2 separate regions of the Lactuca sativa genome follow, and region 1 is linked to region 2. The links are chromatin contacts, called in public Hi-C maps. All regions are on one chromosome and are shown on one strand. The core of a region is the stretch at or near the end of the contact, and the rest is flanking DNA. Distances in the headings are between cores, read along the strand shown. Region 1 holds the start of LOC111913348 (probable serine protease EDA2). Region 2 holds the start of LOC111913349 (kinesin-like protein KIN-7G).

Region 1 (4,951 bases), core at 1,029-3,528, 270 kb before region 2:
AAAAACTATTTTTGATCCTACATTTTACATATTTCAACAAAATTCATCAAAAAGAAATTAACCCTGAAATTCACATGTAAATAGTAATGTTCATAGTTCATACCAGCAATGTTTTTGCCCCCATAGTAAAGATTTGTAGCATTAACAAGCGGATACACACCTTCTCCAAATACATTTTTACATAGATCCAAATGATACCTGTTAATTAAAATAATAGAATTATGAAACCTGGATTTTATATTATTGATTAAAATGTGTCATAATGTTGATATGTACATGCCTTATGTCAATCTTTGAAGAACGGATGCTATCATTTGAAGGTGCCACCTGGAAATATGCAACTTCACTACAAACTTGAAACCACCATAATCGATCACCAGATTCATACATACTTGGGTTTGTCTTTTTAAGATTTTCTTGGTTATATGATTCAACTTCAGCTCCAAAACTTCCTACATAATATTCCTTCACGTATTTTGCATATGCATTCTGCATAAAGATTGTTACTTTTTTTTTTTTTTTAGTTTCAAGATTGTATTAAGAAAAAGAATTCAAGAACAAGAAACTTGGAAATTGGAAATTGGAATTACCACTAGATCTTCTCTCGCCTTTTTAGCTTTAGTCATTGGTGTGCAAAGTTTATCAGGATTCCCATATTGAAACTACAAAGATTCATATATCATGAATCATGTACACTATGGAAAAAGTTTATATAAACATATATGTGAAAAAACTTACAGCTATGGCTGCAGCATCCGCTAGAAAATACAAGAAGTCACCATCTATTTTTAGCTGAAAAAAGGATATTATAGTAGTCAAACATGACAGGTTCATAAAGTCAAATAGTCAATCACTTCATATATATTACCTGAGTAGCACCAAATGTGGTCTTCAATGCGTTACTATTTGATGCAAGCTTTTCTTCAACAAGTTGAGTAACTTCCTGTAATACAGCTTTACATTCAGGTCCTGCTGACTCAGCAACCTGTCATGACAGAAAAGATTTGTGACCAAAAACGTCCCTTAAAATAAAGATAAATGTTTTTTTTTTTTCTTTCTATTTTCACTTTTCATCACCTCACCTGTTGATCGAATTCAGTGAAATTGTAAACAGCATTAACTACAGCAGAGCTTGCAAGACTCCCACATGTGAGATGAGGGAACTTCAAACGAAACCATGCACTAAGAGCTCCAGCATAAGAAACACCAAACACAAACCATGGATTTTCAATATTTGTTCTGTTGAGTTTTGAGTTTAATGATTCCTACAAGATCATGGAGAGTAATATGTTATGAAACTAAAAGTACAAATATTTGAATTATTCCAAATAAATTCATCTATAAACCTGATAGAATTGACGGAAAGCAGCTAAGTCAAATAGTGCCTGCTTAGATGAAAGAAATTTTAGGTTTTTGGTTGTTAGAGATTTGAATGGAGAACTCTTTCCGTAGTATCGATGCTCAAGTGTAACTAAAGCAGCTCCAAACTTCTTTGCCAAAATCTGTATGGAATTAGAAGATTATGATCCATCAGGGACAATTGCTTTTACATATAAACATAAAATTCATGAATAAAGGCTATCGATATATGATCATGTATGAAGATTTTGGTAATGTACGCTCATATAGTCATTTGATATCCCGTTACATGCAGCTTCACCACATATTTTTAAGAAGATTGGACCATGGGGAAGCTTGAATTCGTTCAAGTACTCGTAATACCGCTGCCCAAACTTACGATGATCCTGTAAATGCCAAAACACAATGACTCATCATACATACAGATTGGGAATTCATGAACAATTTCACAACATTAGATGTCAAATCTTCATAAAATTAATGGTAAATGACATAAAGATTAAAGGGGGAGAGAATGTATACGTAAGGGGAAAAATGATCGAGCGTCTGATTGAACCAGAGCTCATCCTTTGTCAAATAACTGCTGTTGCTGCTACCACTACTGCTGATGTGCATGCGTTCAATGATTCGAGGAGTAGATAGCCCGTTACAAGCACTGAAAATCGAAATCATGAACAAAAGCCCAAGTGAATCTACCAACGCCCTCATTTTTTTTTTCTCCTTTCGTCAAATCTGCAATCCTCAATCGAAAAATCGATCTCTTTTCACAAACTGCTGCTCCAAAAAACGATGAATTTGATGTTTTTTTGTCACGTAATCTTGTTGATATGTGATTAAGCTCTACTTCTACTATGTATGTAGATCAGAGTGAATTTATTGTCTTCCCTTGTGACGTCAAAGGCAATCTTCCATTGCTGGTGGAGAATCTAGTTGTATCGCGGTTTCTACAACTCGACCCGTATAAATAAACCCGGCCCAATCACTTAGGTATGGCCTATTCTGTCCCAATGATTAAAGACTTCGAATTACTGGGCCTTATAACTCAGCCCAATTGGTAAGGGTTGTTTGATATTAGTACTCTTGTAAAAGGTTGGGATTAAATTTTATTAAATAAGGTATGTGAGATTTTATGTTAACAGACAGGAATACGTAAGAAATTAACTTGACGATTTGTTTATCTAGTTTAAATGCAAAAAAAAGATGTAATAGTTGTAATTACTAAAACGTTAGTAATGATATTGTAATTTTAATAGAAAAATATTTGAAAAGGTTAAAGTAAAATTGCATAGCTGCTTCCTAGGAACCCAACCATATATGATTCTATTCGTACATAAAAGAATCATGTTGCTTGCTTGGGATAAAATGATGGCTGATGGATCACGATCTTAATTTCGTAAATTTAATAACTAAAATAATGTTGAAAATACCCATTAAAATATCAAAAAAAAGTTGTTTTAAAAGATAAATAATATAAATCGTACCAAAAACAGAAATTCTAAATGTATTTCAGCCCAAAACTCCCATCATACCAAGCCCGGGTTCAGTAGGCAACAATGGCCCAATTTTGCCTGCCATCGATATTTAGCTCGTTTTTCTACCGATTTACCTCATTCTTTTTGAAATAATTTCTAAGCATAAATCATAACCAAATCTTGGAATAAAAGTTGTTTTCTAATTCCGAATATATAGGGCTCAAATTTTAGATTCGTGTTTGGTTAATTTGGTTTAAAAATAAAGTATAATTTTACCTGTCATTTTTATGTTATTATATATTCCTCAGGCTAGTTTTATCAAATTATATATTTTTTTATCAACTAAGATAGCTTTTCATGCAATATGATAACCTTTTAGTTAATGTATCAAACATAGCTTTAACTTCATATAGATTTCAAAGATTTACATAGGATTATTAGATATGTATGTGACTATGACCACCGATAATTTCACTAATGATTACTCTAGACACTATGGTTTTCTAATTTCACCTTTGATCTTATTTTTTATTATTATTATTATTATTATTATTATTATTATTATTATTATTATTATTATTATTATTATTATTTTAACATTTATAACTCCGTAGAAAGTATTAATAATTTCAATTTATTTTATTCTTATTTAATTTTTTCTTCAAGAATTACAGTCCAATCCATTCTCTGTACCTTAATCAAATAATGGTATACAATAAATTACATACATAAAAACGGTGTAAGTGAAAACTTTTTTGTGAATAAGATGTAAATGGAAGGGTCGTAAATGAATTTCTGTGTGTAAATTAGCTAGCTTAACAAATCGTAAGAAATTTATCCCAACTAACTTTGAGATATTTTTCTCAAAGAGTTGGTGTACAAAAAATATATACAATTAACTACTTAAGTTTTTATTTGATGTTATTCCTGATTTATAAACTTTTTATTTGTAACCTTTAATTTTGCTAGTTTTTTAAAACTATTAAAATGTATTCTAGAAATTCAGTAGATAATCAAATAAGCCATTAGATTGTATACAAACTCAAAATTGTACTGTTAAAATAAAATAAATTTGAATATCTTTTATAAAGAAAAATTATGATAAACGTTGCTCATGTTTCAAATATGAAAAATAATACCATTTTTTTTCTTCAATTAGAGATATATTGAATGCCTTGGTTGAAAGGATTTGGTGAGAAATCACAATCAAACCAATATATCATCATAATTCATAAAATGCAAAAAATTGTAAAAAAAAAAACATGGCACGTGGAGAATGTTTTGTATAATTTTTTTATTTGTTTATTTAAACATTTTGTTAGTTTAAATAATTCATCCGGTCGTTAAAAAAATACCAATCTGAATGTAGTGACGGAACTTGAAGTTATGATTTGGGGGCCGAAAATAGAATACGTATAAAAATTGAAGAACAGGGAGGCCATAGTCAAATTTTATAGTTTTGAACATAATATGTAACCTTATTAATACTTATGGACTATATATATAAAAAAAAATATATAGGGAGGGCCACAACCGCCCCCTGGTCCTATATATGCTCCGTCCATGTCTGAATGCACATTATATCAATACATATTAATTATAATAGTTTAATACATATTGATAGGCAAACGGACAACAATCTAAAGTGAAATTAATATTTTCGATTTACGATTATAATTTCCAAGTGTTTAATTCTAACATTAAATTTTGGATCAATTTCTTTTAGAATAATAAAGTATTTAAACGAAATAGAATTACATGAAGGTGGACATGATTATCAATTATAGTTGTTGTTATTATTATTATTGAATATTGAATTAGACACTCTAACCATGCATGTCTTTATCCTACTTGCTACAAGTTCAACCAATCCACTTCGCCCATAATTATGTATTTTAATAATTGCGAAAAGCTAACAAACAACGTACACTAAAAAAATTATATAAATATAGTGACCGCAAAATTGTTTGGCACGTCGACAAATTATACATATAACATTAATATTAATTAGAAAAGGGCCCATGTGCCCATGTTTTGCATGGGTTCAAGATTTTTCTTAATGATATATAAATTGCTAAAATCATAGGAAATAACAATCTATTTTATCTTTAACTAAGAGT
Region 2 (4,825 bases), core at 1,130-3,629:
CTCCAAAACCCTAAAACGAGATGTAGCCTCCATTGCCAAGCATTTGAGCCTTTGAAGACAGATTGGTGTTCATTTTGTTTATTGTGAAGGAGTTAGAAGATCTTGAAGTTGCTAAGCTTGGAGAAGGAAGTCTTGGATCCAGAACCTCTACCCATTTTGCAAGAAGTTTGAGGTATCAAGTTCTTATCTTGGTTGCTAGATGCTTAGATCTCCTTTTGGGTTAAATAGTTATGTTTTTAGCCATGGTTTGGATGGATGTTGGGATTAGGACGTCCCAAAGGCTTATTCTTTCAGATCTAAGGTCTTCATGGGCTCTATTGGCATGAAGGTGCCAACTTTATGGAGTTTAGGGGCCTCATGCATTCATTAAGTCCTTTTTGAGCTTTAGAGCTTTTCTTATGGTCATGCATGAACATCAAGTTAGCAACTTTATGTGATATTTCGGATTAAGGAGGTTAGATCTGCACTTTGGGGTGAGGTCTTAACGAGTTAAGTGCTTAAAGTAGAAGGTGGCTGATATGGTTGAGTACGTTGGGGGTACAAGCCTGTATGCGCAACGTAAAAGCCCTTGAGCCAGTACGCTTAGCGTACAAGCTGAGTACACCCCACGTACTCAGTCAGGTGGCCATTCGATGTTGTGCTTTAACGTTGGGCTTCATTTTGGGCTTAGAAGGTTAGGGTTTAGTTGGGCCATCTGATCTTGGAAGTTTTTAGGGCAGGTATGTTATTGGGCCTTGGGCTAAGGCCCATGTGAATGGATTGGATCCAACTAGAAATTGGGCCATATTTGGGCCTTGATGGATTGTTTAACTTTTGGGCCCATTGCATTGTGGTTATGGGATTCATTCTTGGACCAAGCTAGGTTAGGGTAAAATGGTCTTTTTACCCCAAGTAGGGATTTTTGGTTACGATGTAGATCCCAAATGTTAATTAGTTTTTATTTGGAAATTGATAGCTCGGGGAGCTGTAGGACCAGCAGTTAGGGATCATACGTTTCATTCAGCTTTTCATGGTGAGTTTCCTCACTGGGTTTAGTGGGTCTAAGGCACCAAGGCTGTCCCTTGATTGGTTATGTCGATATACTTGTTGTCTGTAAGATATTTGTATGTGCTTGTATATGTATGTTATGGGCGGAGCCCGTTATGCGGATGTGGGCGGGGCATGTATCTATTCACACACGATATTTAAAAGGACCCGATAAAGAAAACTTATCGCTCCACTATGTCGTGTGGTGTTTTTTCGTCATTTGGGGTCGTTTGTGGCTTCAAAATTGGTGTTTTTTTTTTTTTTTATATTTTTTTTTTATATTTTTTTTTATTTTCCAAAACTTTATTATTTGATTTTAGATAATTGATTATGATTTTATCCTTACCAATTATGATTTTTAGATTTAAAGAAATAATCCTATCCTTTTTTCCTAAAGAGAAAATACTCTTATCTTGTCCTTATAAGTATTTATTTATTTATTTGAGAGAGTTTGTTGATTATCAATTAAGAATTCGCTTGTAGTTATTTTTATTTTTATTATTTAATCCTATCATCTGGGCCTTGGACAGTTCAAAATAATTATAATTTTATCTTGTTAATATAAAATTTTTAACAGTTAATATTAATAACATAATGTTTTTTTTCAAAGAATATATATATTTATTAAAAATTTTTGAAGTACATAAGAACATTCGTACGGTGTATATATATTTTTGGTAATATAACCTTATACGATGATAATTAAATGAAAACTAAAACATGCTATTTTACATAGATGAAGTAATGTACATTTCTTTTGAATGAACATAAATTTCAGGAAAAATGTTTTAGGATTTATTATGATAAATAACGCGGCAATTATTCAGTTACAGTTCGTGTTTTTGTTTTAATCCAGTCGTTAAACACCGACGTCAAATCCCAAATTCAATCTGATTCCCAAAATTTGAATTTGTTTCAATCATCATCATCATCATCATTATCTCTGCAAATTTATAGCTCCTCTCACTCTTCTCTCCCTCCATTCAAATCCTCATCAGTACATTAAAAAATATGTGCTGAGGGAGAGAGACGGCTCGCACAAGAACGATGAATCTGATCCAACATCAATCAATCACATTCTCTAAGGTAAATTTCATCTACATTTCAAAATCTATACCTTTTGGAACCTAATTTTGCTTTATATTTTCTGCTCAAAACGAAATTCGTCAATGATTATAGAAACAACAGTCAGAAAAGACAATGACAGTCTGTAAAATCAAAGGGACAAAGGGTCGGTGCGGGGACCATATCTTTAACAATTCGCTTAAATACACCGCCGTCCTCGTTGACGACTTTTCGTATAATTTGCGAATCATTATTTTATTGGTGTGTAGATTCATACAATTGTATGTGTGTATGTGTTTATACATTATACAACTACATTATTATAATCGACTTTGACGAGATATGTTACTACATGTTGCGTTGAATTTTAGCTAACCTGATTTTCATGATTACCGGTTGTTTCAGACGATGATTGTTATTTGATCTTAACGACTTTGTTGGTCCCTCTCCCTTTATGTCTCCTCTACCGCTACCATTACTTGAATTATCGAGGACAGCTGAACAAATATCTTACTATTATATCACAATTTGTTATGTATAACCCGTGAGATTTAAGTTTTCTGCTGGAGATGGGGGAAACCGGTGGTAGTGGAGGAGGGGGGACGCGATCAGGGGACGGTGGTTCCCGCCATGGCGAGAAGATTTTTGTGTCTGTGCGGCTGCGACCTTTGAATGGAAGAGAGATTGTTACGAACGATGTGTCTGATTGGGAATGCGTCGCTGAAAACACCATCGTTTACAAGAATGGGAACCTTAGTGTCCCTGAGAGATCCATGTACCCCTCTGCATATACATTTGGTAAGTCGTTTTTCTGGAAAATTTCTTCTTCTTCTTCTTCTTTTTTTCTGGATCAATTGATACTGATCTTCTTCGTATTCTTTCCATGGTGCCCAATTGGGTGTAGACAGGGTTTTTGGTTGTGATTGCTCCACAAGGCAGGTATACCAGGATGCAGCAAAGGAAGTTGTGCTATCAGTTGTTGGTGGTATCAATGGTGAGTTTCACTTTTCTCTTTCTACTACTCTTTCATCTTGTTACACTCTGCAAGTTGGATCCACATTCACAGTCGATTACAACAATTTCCAGCAAGTATTTTCGCATATGGGCAAACAAGCAGTGGGAAGACATTCACAATGACTGGAATCACAGAGTACACTTTAGCAGACATATATGACTATGTACAAAAGGTAATCAATCACACATTCACATCATCTCAGAAATTCTTCACATCAACTATTTCTTTTCCACTTTTCTCTCATCTACTCTTTAATTTCAATGTAGCACCCAGATAGGGACTTTCATCTGAAATTCTCTGCCATGGAAATATACAATGAATCTGTCAAAGATCTCCTTAGCAGTGATGGCTATCCACTCAGACTTTTAGATGATCCAGAGGTGAATAGGAATATATTTCAGTTTGTTTTCATCAACAATACATCTTTTATTTCAGTAACATTAATGGCGAATCAATTTTAACAGAGAGGAACAATCGTTGAGAATCTAACAGATGAAAGTGTTAGGGACTGGGATCATATGATGGAGCTCCTTTCTATCTGTGAAGGTGAGAAAATTAACATCTTCAACCACATTAAACTCTCACTCAATTCATAGCATTTAATTTCAACTCTCAAGTATAATTCATTTTACAGCTCAGAGACAGATTGGAGAGACATCACTCAATGAAACAAGCTCTAGATCTCACCAAATCATCAGACTGGTAAAAATCTTTAAACAAATCCTTCAACTTACATACTTAATAACCAACATTATTTTTCACAATTGATTATTAAATGCAGACAATTGAAAGTACACCCTCCAACTATCTAGGGAGAGACAGTGCAAGTACACTTGTTTCTACAGTGGTATGCAAAAAAAAAAAAAAAAAAAAAAATTGATATGGATTTTATACAACATCAACATTAACATGTCACTAAGATATAGTAGTTGTCTTTTATGTTTTACTATAGAACTTTGTTGATCTTGCTGGAAGTGAGCGTGCATCCCAGTCATTGACAGCTGGCACTAGGTTAAAAGAAGGATGCCATATAAATCGCAGTCTTTTAACACTAGGAACTGTGATTCGAAAGCTAAGGTTTGTTTTCTTTTCATATTTAGCATGTTTTTTTAGCTTACTTTATCCTCATTTATGTTTTTGAATACAGTAAAGGAAGAAGTGGACACATACCCTTCAGAGATTCAAAGCTAACTCGCATACTGCAATCATCTTTAGGAGGTAATTCAAGAACAGCAATCATCTGTACTATGAGTCCTGCAAGAAGTCATGTTGAACAATCAAGAAACACACTTTTGTTTGCAAGTTGTGCAAAGGAAGTAAGTACAAATGCCCAGGTCAATACGGTAATTTCAGACAAAGCTTTAGTGAAGCATCTTCAAAGAGAATTAGATAGATTGGAAAGTGAGTTAAGAACTCCAGGGTCTAATCGTTTCACATCAGATACCACTACCAAATTGTTAAAGGAAAAAGACCATCAACTTGAAAAGGTAATAAAGAAATTACTTTTCTACCCCTTACATTACACAAAAACCATGAAAGTTACATAATGAAAAAAAAAAAAATCTTGTATCTCGTTTACAGATGCAGAAGCAGATTGATGAATTAACAGCTGAAAGAGACGATGCACGATCACATGTTCAAGATTTACTACGTGTGGTTGAAAGTAATGGAAGTTCATTGACACGGGTAAAAATAAAAACATATATTTTTTTTAAAACT

The links. A called contact is a pair of places that touch in the nucleus more often than the background predicts.
Region 1: a Hi-C map of leaf shows a contact between it and region 2, with 6 times the contacts expected there. The contact joins the promoter of LOC111913348 here to the promoter of LOC111913349 in region 2. A contact is called at or near these places in 3 of 4 Hi-C or Micro-C datasets (leaf and seed).

What each region holds. Positions count from the first base shown.
Region 1 is chr2:166,465,908-166,470,858 of Lsat_Salinas_v11, reverse strand. It overlaps LOC111913348 (probable serine protease EDA2), which reads right to left and starts at 2,278. Exons shown (of 12, transcript XM_023909069.3): 1 at 1,882-2,278; 2 at 1,620-1,745; 3 at 1,347-1,502; 4 at 1,083-1,265; 5 at 869-985; 6 at 739-792; 7 at 591-662; 8 at 281-489; 9 at 104-198; 10 at 1-17. The coding sequence starts at 2,067.
Region 2 is chr2:166,192,315-166,197,139 of Lsat_Salinas_v11, reverse strand. LOC111913349 (kinesin-like protein KIN-7G) reads left to right here and starts at 2,379. Exons shown (of 13, transcript XM_023909070.2): 1 at 2,379-2,889; 2 at 2,996-3,085; 3 at 3,178-3,278; 4 at 3,373-3,486; 5 at 3,571-3,652; 6 at 3,741-3,808; 7 at 3,888-3,953; 8 at 4,059-4,183; 9 at 4,254-4,593; 10 at 4,688-4,792. The coding sequence starts at 2,661.